Regions from separate parts of the Mus musculus genome. Here region 2 is linked to region 1. The links are chromatin contacts, called in public ChIA-PET maps. All regions are on one chromosome and are shown on one strand. The core of a region is the stretch at or near the end of the contact, and the rest is flanking DNA. Distances in the headings are between cores, read along the strand shown. Region 1 has its middle 37 kb from the start of Gm28441. Region 2 holds the start of Lax1 (lymphocyte transmembrane adaptor 1).

Evidence for each region. ChIA-PET counts read pairs in DNA pulled down with a chosen protein or histone mark.
Region 2: an RNA polymerase II ChIA-PET map of memory CD8 T cells shows a contact between it and region 1, with 692 read pairs. The contact joins the promoter of Lax1 here to the enhancer-like site in region 1. A contact is called at or near these places in 1 of 15 datasets of contacts at CTCF or cohesin (CD8 T cells), 1 of 484 Hi-C or Micro-C datasets (natural killer cells), 6 of 115 datasets of contacts at active chromatin or transcription factors (CD8 T cells, the HPC-7 cell line, effector CD8 T cells and 3 more) and 2 of 9 other capture datasets (adipose tissue and liver).

The regions. Positions count from the first base shown.
Region 1 is chr1:133,795,876-133,799,914 of GRCm38.p6, reverse strand. It overlaps a transcript of Atp2b4 not described here. Among named protein-coding and RNA genes, the nearest start is that of Gm28441, 37 kb to the left of the region's middle. Within about 2 kb of position 1,969, at least 12 of the 459 cell types and tissues checked have an H3K27ac peak or open chromatin away from gene starts, as enhancers often do. A contact at or near this core is called in CD8 T cells and memory CD8 T cells, where this site is marked.
Region 2 is chr1:133,688,622-133,692,498 of GRCm38.p6, reverse strand. Lax1 (lymphocyte transmembrane adaptor 1) reads left to right here and starts at 2,391. Exons shown (of 6, transcript NM_001159649.1): 1 at 2,391-2,690; 2 at 3,495-3,678. The coding sequence starts at 3,593.

The DNA.
Region 1 (4,039 bases), core at 720-3,219:
TGTTGTTTGAGTGAGTGTAAGCGTCCAGAACCAACTGTATGAGTGTCTCTGAGGGCACCGCCCCACGCATCTCTGCGTCTATAGGGAATGCAGGAGAAGGGACTTGAAAAGTTTTCAGTTTCAAGCCCCAGGCTGTGGGGCTTGTTGGCTTGGGCCGCTGACCCTTGAGAGGGTCCTTGAACAGGTCCCATAAGAGGTTACCATTAAGGCTGAGATTGCCTCCCACCCTTTCCTCTCTCCCTGTCTTGGACCTGGGGGCCACTTGACATCTTTTCCCAAGATGAGTTGAACCCTGCTCTCTGGTCCACCCTAGAAAGAGTGCCTCCTTGCTTCTTTTCCAGCTGGGTGGAAGAGATGGAAGGACACCCCCCCCCCCATTCCCCGATAAATCCTGGGAGCAGAGACAGGCAGCCCTGGCTAGAGCCTCCTCCTTCCAGGGCACTCCTACAGGACTCACAATCCCCTCCAGACCCCGTGCCAGCATGTGCTGGCCAGGGAGGGTGGGTTCTGTGTCAGATGGAGAATCAGGCAGTCACTGTGATACCAAGAGGGGAGAGGGGACTGAAGGGAGGGAAAAGAAGTCCCTATTCTGCAGACCAACTATCTCCTCCTCCAGTTGGGGTGTCTGGCAGGGAGTCTTCAGATCCACCTGCTCTCCCCCCCCAGCTCCTCCTATTCCTGGTTCTTCCTAACTAGAGACCCTTTCCTGTAACCCCACCCCCACCCCCTTGCTCTGGGTCCTCCTTATCTGGAAGGGAGAAGACCAGGGTTGTTCCAGGCAGGGATCAGCATGGAAAGGGGCCTAGGGGAAAGGGGAGATTTCACAAGAGGGCCCTATGAATCAGGCAAGCTAGCTAAGCCAGCTACCTGTCTGGGTTATGAGAAAAAGCCTTGCAGAGACCCTGGGAAAGAGACAGAGGCTAGGAGAGTTTAAGGGTAACCAGGAAAGCCTCAAGAGTACGCCTTCATTTGGAGTGTTTGGTGATGGCTCAGACTGTACCTCTCTGCCACTGTAACCTAATTGTATTTCCAGCCCCAGGAAGAATTGATGTCCTTATTCTATAGGAAGGGGAGGAGAGAATCCTGGGGGCAGACACTGGTAGACAAGGATGGCTGCTTCCTGAAATGCCTGCTTAGATAAGCGCACTAGGGCACCTGCTCTAGTGGTCTTGTGTCCTGCCTCTAGGGCAGCTGTGGTGACTGCTTTTCAGGCCAGCTGTTGCTCCCAGCTGTGCAACCGGGAGGGGCTGGGAATATTGATTCAGAATTTGGGCCCCCTCACCTCTAGCTGCCTCTGTGGCCCGCCCTATTGTCAGCCTGTCAGCAGCTGGCTCCACCCTCCTGCCTGGTTCTGCCCTCTGAGTACTCCCTCAGGAGAAAGGGCTTAGAAGGAGTAGAGGCTTCTGGCCTTCCAGTCCCTGCCGGTCCCTCATTCCCTTCCCCTTCCATTTTCCATCTCTGTGTCCCTGGATCCAAGGTCAAGTTGAAGGAGCTTAGTTTGTCTCACCCCTCACATTCCCAGCTTCTAGCACAGTGCTGAGACATACAGAGGCACTCAGTCAACACTTGTGAGAAGAAAAGGGCAGCTTAATTTCTTAAAAAACATCTGGGAGGGAGGGTGCATCTGGAGGTCAGAGGACAATGTGTTCTCTTCTGTATGATGTGGGTCCAGGGCACCCACACTCAGGTCAGGAGAGGCTTCGAGGGAGGGGACCTTATCTACAGGTCCATCTTGCTAGTCCCGAGGGGTGGAGTGTTAGCATGCGGAGAGTCAGTTGCATGCGAGGTATCAGAAGGGGCCCCTGGTTTGCCCTCTGTTCTATAGCTTCTCCTTGTTCTGGGAACCCTGCTCACTACCGAGACAGTGGGAAGGAGTGGCTGAGTCAGATTTGTCACACAGCTATGGTCTTTGATGTCTGAAGAGAGTCAGAAAGAGGGTACTAAGTGAGCACACACATCCCACCCCACCCCCCTTGCACCCCTGAACTAGAAGAGTCAGAATCTACCCAAGGCTTGCTGCTGGGTAGAGTAAGGTCCCTGAGCAGGAACAGCAGGGGCCTGACTTATGTCACACTCTCAGTTTCTATAAGATCTAGAGAGGAAGGGGGACCTAGGCTAGCTCTTCCCCAGCCTTGCCTGTCAGCAGCTCAGACTGCCAGCTGAGACTACTAAGTTGACTCCTCTCGGTACCCATGGTTCTTTGCTCTTTATTCAGTGTTCTGGGCCTCAGGACCACCCCTCCCCCCACCCCTCATTAAGATCTACCAAACTTTGAAAGGAGATGGAGAGTTTGTTTATTTGGGGTGCCTAGGAGCCCAAGAAGCTTGATACTACCTTACAGGTGATGGGCCCCACCCTGAGCCTGCCCTTTCCTAGAAGGGTATCTGCCAGGCCATCTGTGTTCCTTCCCTGCAAGTGCCTCCCAGAGATGCCACCCACCCAGCCCATTGCCTGATCCTCTCATCCATCCCCCTTTCCAGGAGAAGTAGGATGAAGAGGATAGGGTGGGGCAGGTACTCTCTAGGTGCATTCTTACTGGACTAACAGCATTTCTCCACTCTTTTCCCCCTCTAGAAAATAGATGGTATACACGTCATTCTAAATTGACACAGGATCATACATATTTTTGTTCTATTCAAATATAGACTATTTATCATTTCCTTGCGGTGGGGAAGAAAAGAGCAATTCAAAGGTGATTTCTTGTACATGAACAGCACACTATCATTTTCTCCAGTCCTATCATTCGAATAGAACAACAGAACATATTTACTCCTCTCTAACTCCAGCTAGGAGGTGTCCATCATCCTGTCTTCATCCTTCTCTCCCCACCCCCCAAACCTGGCAACCACCATTCCATCTCAACTCTGTAAAATCAGCTTTTCCAGATTCCACACGGGGCCATCTGTATCTGTCTCGCCATGCCTGGTTTCGCTTAACATGAGGGGCCTCGAGTTCCTTCTGTGTTGTTGCAAATACAAATGACAGGTTGCTGTTCTTTCATGGCTGAACACTCTAGTATATTAGTGCCCTGTTTTCTTTACCAGTCCATCAACTGATGGGTACTCGGGTTGTTTTGATCTCCTCCCTGTTGTGAATGGTGCTGCAATAGACAGAGCCGGCAGATGTCTCTGTGTTGATTTCGTTTCCTTCACATGCATACCTAGCAGTGCGATTGCTGGGTCGCATGGCGGTTCCATTTCTAATTCTGTTTGTGCGGTGCTGGGAATCGAACCTATGGCCTCTTGCATGCCAAGCAAGTGCTCAACTCCAGCTTGAGGAACCTGAGTGATGTTTTCCATAATGACTAAATCGTTTCCCCATTTCTCAGGGCATACAAGTGAGCGTGCCCTGGGGTTAGAGTCCAGGAGAGCTGTGTGGAATGTCTTATACTCTGTTTCCTCTCCCAGCATCTCTTTGACTCCTCTTTTCCTACCACGAGCTGCTCTTGTTCCACTGACTTATTTCTTTTGCACGTGTAAAAGCAGGAATGGACCTACTTAGAGTCAGAGCCAATGGCTTCTGCTCAGGGAAGTGTCTGTTGGTCAGTGTGGAGCAGGGAGAGAGAGAGAGAACTGAGGAAAAGGGGGCTGAGAACCGAGGACCTGGGTTCTGCCCTCTCTCCCACCACCGGCTCGTTCACTCCTCCCTTTTCTCCTGGTTTACCAAGTTTCACACGTGAATTTGGGAAAGTTTCATACACAGTTTGGGAAAATGGCCTGGAATGGCATCCTTGAAGCCATCCTCTTCCTGCCTTCCTGCCATTGCCCAGGGCACGCCCTGGGGCTGAGAAGGTGTGCTTGCTGCTAGACAGGTCCCGGACTCTGGCTGGGCTCCCAGTGCTCAGCTCAGGGCACTCACTGTGAGGTCTGGCTCATTTGTAGACTCTGTGTCAGGAGTGCAAAGCAGTACAACTCCGACAGGGGATGCTGGCAATATCCAACAGGCTACACATGCATTTACACGGAGCCCGAGTCTTATCCCAAAGATGCTTGTCCACAAATAAGGGAAGATGTGTGTGTAAGGTGAGTCGAGGTGCATT
Region 2 (3,877 bases), core at 1,142-3,641, 110 kb after region 1:
TGGAGCCGGCAGCCTGGGGAGAGAATTCCTCTGAGGTGGTTTTCCTTAGGCACTGGATTGGAATGGCACCGGGGGAGGTAAGGCCTGCAGCGGGCTGGACAAACAAAAGAGATGATCACACACAGGGAAAAATATTTTGCTTACCATCTGAGGTCAGTTCCTCCTGTCTTCCCTTGAGGCCCCACTCACCTTCACAAGGGCAACCTGGCCACCAGTCTCTAGAGCAAGGAATCCAGTGCAGAATCCGAGATTGGTTTGTTGTTTTGGTTTATTTTTGTTTGTTTTCTGAGACAGGTTTTCTCTGTGTAGCCCTGGCTGTCCTGGAACTCACTCTGTAGACGAGGCTGGCTTCGAACTCAGAGATCCTTTTGCCTCTGCCTCCCACCACTACCAGGTTAGAGGAATAATAGTTTGTTTTTTGTTTTTGTTTGTTTGTTTGTTTGTTTGTTTTGTTTTTGTTTTTTTGAGAGAGGGTTTCTCTGTACAGCCTTGGCTGTCCTGGAACTCACTTTGTAGACCAGGCTGGCCTCGAACTCAGAGATCCTCTTGCCTCTGCCTCCCACCACTACCAGGTTAAAGGAATACTAGTTTTTCTTCAAACCTGATCCCAAGGAAATGTAGGCAGAGACCTAGGTCCCAGCCCCCAGACTATCTGTCTCTAGCTAAGCAGGCTCCCCAGAGCCTGGCGTGGCGGGATTTCCTGCACAGTACTCTGGGCCTTGGGAGAACTGGAACAAGTAGGTTGTGTCCAGGCTCTGGAAGCCAAGAACTCCAGCGTGCACCTGAAAGAGGTCCCAGCGAGGCAGAATGGCAAAGGCACGGAGGCCACCCCTTCCAGTTACCTGGAGCTCCACCTGGTTTGGCAAGTGTCGTGAGAGAGGCTCCCTGCATCCTCTATACACTCGTGGTGGTTCTGGCTGACTCGCCAGGAGGGTTGGTTTCCCGACACACGTGAAGCGAAAGGGAAGGGATTTTAGAAACAAACTCGAAACTTTCTCCCAAGCTTGGGAGCTTGAGGTAAATGCTGGCGAGAAACCCAGCAGTACCTGAAATGAGAGGTTACCCAGGACTGGGACTGGCTGCAGCAGAGCCAGGCCAGCAACAGATAGCCCCTCACCAGAAGCCCTGAGGAAGAAACAGTGGCCAACGGCCCTGTAACCCGGGCTCGGTTCCATTCCCACTATGATACCGGAACAGAGGCTCTGAGAGTATGAAACTCAGCTCACCTCTGGCATTATCACCTGCAGAAGATCTATTTATGAAGCCAGTCCACCCACGGAACCACAAGCGGGTGCCAGCTCTGTACAGCTCTCTAAACAACTAATTCTAGCTCTTTTGAGATCTGCTAAGAACCATTCTAAGGCCAGCATTGGTGGTACACTTTTTCAATCCCAGCCCTTAGGAGACAGAGGCTGGAGGACCTCTGAGAGTTTGAGGTCAGCCAGCCTGGCCTGTGTAGTGAAATACAGAACAGGGCAGTGGTGGCACACGCCTTTAATCCCAGCACTCAGGAGGTAGAGGCAGTCGGGTTTCTGAGTTCGAGGCCAGCCTGGTCTACAAAGTATGTTCCAGGCCAGCCAGGGCTATACAGAGAAACCCTGTCTCGAAAAACCAAAAAGAGAGGGGGGGGGAGGGAGGGAGGGAGGGAGGGAGGGAGGGAGGAAGGGAGGGAGGGAGGGAGGGAGGAAGAAAGAAAGAAAGAAAGAAAGAAAGAAAGAAAGAAAGAAAGAAAGAAAGAAAGAAAGAAAGAAAGAAAGAAAGAAAGAAAGAAAAGCCATGGATGTGTAGAGAAACCCTGTCTTGGGTTGGGAGCAGGGGTAAGAACCATTCTGAGCCCTGAGCCTGATTCACACCTGTAAGCACATCACCAGGGACATTAAGACAAGAAGCTACTATGAGTTCAGTCAACTTGACCTCTGAAGGGAGATCTGCCTCACAAAAACAAAAAACAAAAAAAACATAGTGTGCAAGATGGTTCATTGGATACAAACACTTGCCTCTGTCCAACACCCTAGTTTGACTCTTGAGACCAACACAGTAAGTAGGAAAGAACACACTCCCTCCAGTGTTCTCTGACCCCCACTCATGTGGCACGGCATGTGTGCAGACACAGTAAATAGATGTGAAAAGCATAAATAAGTAAAGATAACCAATGACAATAGCTACGCAAGCACATTGTCTTGAACCTTCGAATTTTGACCCTAGAGGTTTTTAACACTCAGAAAAACAGGGTGAATAGTCATGTCTCTGACTCTTCAACCACATGGGCCCCAGATGCCAGAGTGCCTGTGGGGAACAGGAGGGCTGAAGGTGGGTTTCCTGCTGTCTGGGTTGAGCGGAGCATTTCCTGTGCCCTGGCCTTATTAGCACACCGGTGGAGGGTGCTTCCTGTCAGCGACTTTCCATTCTGCCAGAGTGGTTTGCTGTTTTCACACTGCCCTGGGGGTTGGAGGAAGAAGATTTTCTCACGAAAACGCTGGGCCTCTTGACAGTCGCCTCCCTACTCCCCCACAGGCCCCTCATGTTTCCATCAACTGGCAGAAACTAGAGAGTGGCCCTACTGCTTCACACTGGGAGCACAGACAGCTGGGTGAGAAAGAGCACGGCTCCTGCAGTGGGCATTGTGGCCACCTCCAGTAGACCAACTCTGATGAACCTTCTACCAACTCAGCCTGGAATTTCAGGTGAAGGTAGGGAGGTTTGGGTCTTATTACTATTGTTGTTGCTGTTAGTAGTAGTAGTGGTGGTACAGCCGTTCTGTGTGTGTGTGTGTGTGTGTGTGTGTGTGTGTGTGTGTGTGTGTCTCGGAAGATCAGAAGATAATTTGTAGGAACCGGTTCTTGCCTTCCACTATGCATGCAGAGGGTAAACTTGGGTCATTAAACTGGCAGTAAGTACCTTTACCTGCAGAGCCATCGCACCAGCCCAAAGAAGGCAGTTTGTTGGGAGAACATTCTAGAACAGAAGATTAAAAGCTTCAGAAAGAAACAAAAACTAAAAACCAGTTTTGTATGTGAGAACCTTGGTGAATATGATCTAGGAAGAATGACTGGGAGGTGGCTGCATTGCATGAGGTACTCGAAGCCCTGGGGTTCCAGCTCCAGAACCACCTTCATGAGTGCGGTGGTGCACACCTGGAAATCCCAGTGCTGAGGGAGCAGAGGCAGAGGATCAGAGTTCAAGATCCTACACCCCCCATATATGTATATGTATATGTATATGTATATGTATATGTATATGTATATGTATATGTATATGTATATGTATATGTATGTGTATATATGTGTATATATATATATACATATATATATATGTATATATATATATATCATCTTGGGTACTTAAATAAGAAATTTCAATAGTACAAAATGATACAATTTGGAATACATAGGGATTTGGAGAATTTTCTGTCATTCTATTATCTACTTTTTTTTTAAAAGGTGATTATATGCAAAATGCATACCAGTTTACCCTTTTTCCCCTCTATGAATCAGCAACTTAGAAAGAGCTAAGAAAAGTGGAAGCCATACTGGCTAGTCAGTCACGACACTGAAAAGGCTTAGAAGCTGCAAAGCCCCTCAGAGGTCCAGTGATGTACAGCACCCCGGCCCCTCCAGAGGTCACAAGAAGGAACTCAGAGCCCAGCACTCGGCAGGGGACTCTTGGCAGCCTGCAGGGGTGAGTGCTTTGGGAAAGTGAGCCCCAGGGTCCCCTGATCTCCTACAGGAATGGTCTATTTCCAACCCAGACCTGGGTCCACCAAGATGAGCAAACTTGGGGAGCTAAGAGCTGTTTCCCCGAGGGATGCTGGGAGGGAAGAAAAGAGATACTGGGGTTGAGGGGAGAGGGACGGACTGACTGAGAGGTGAATTTCTGA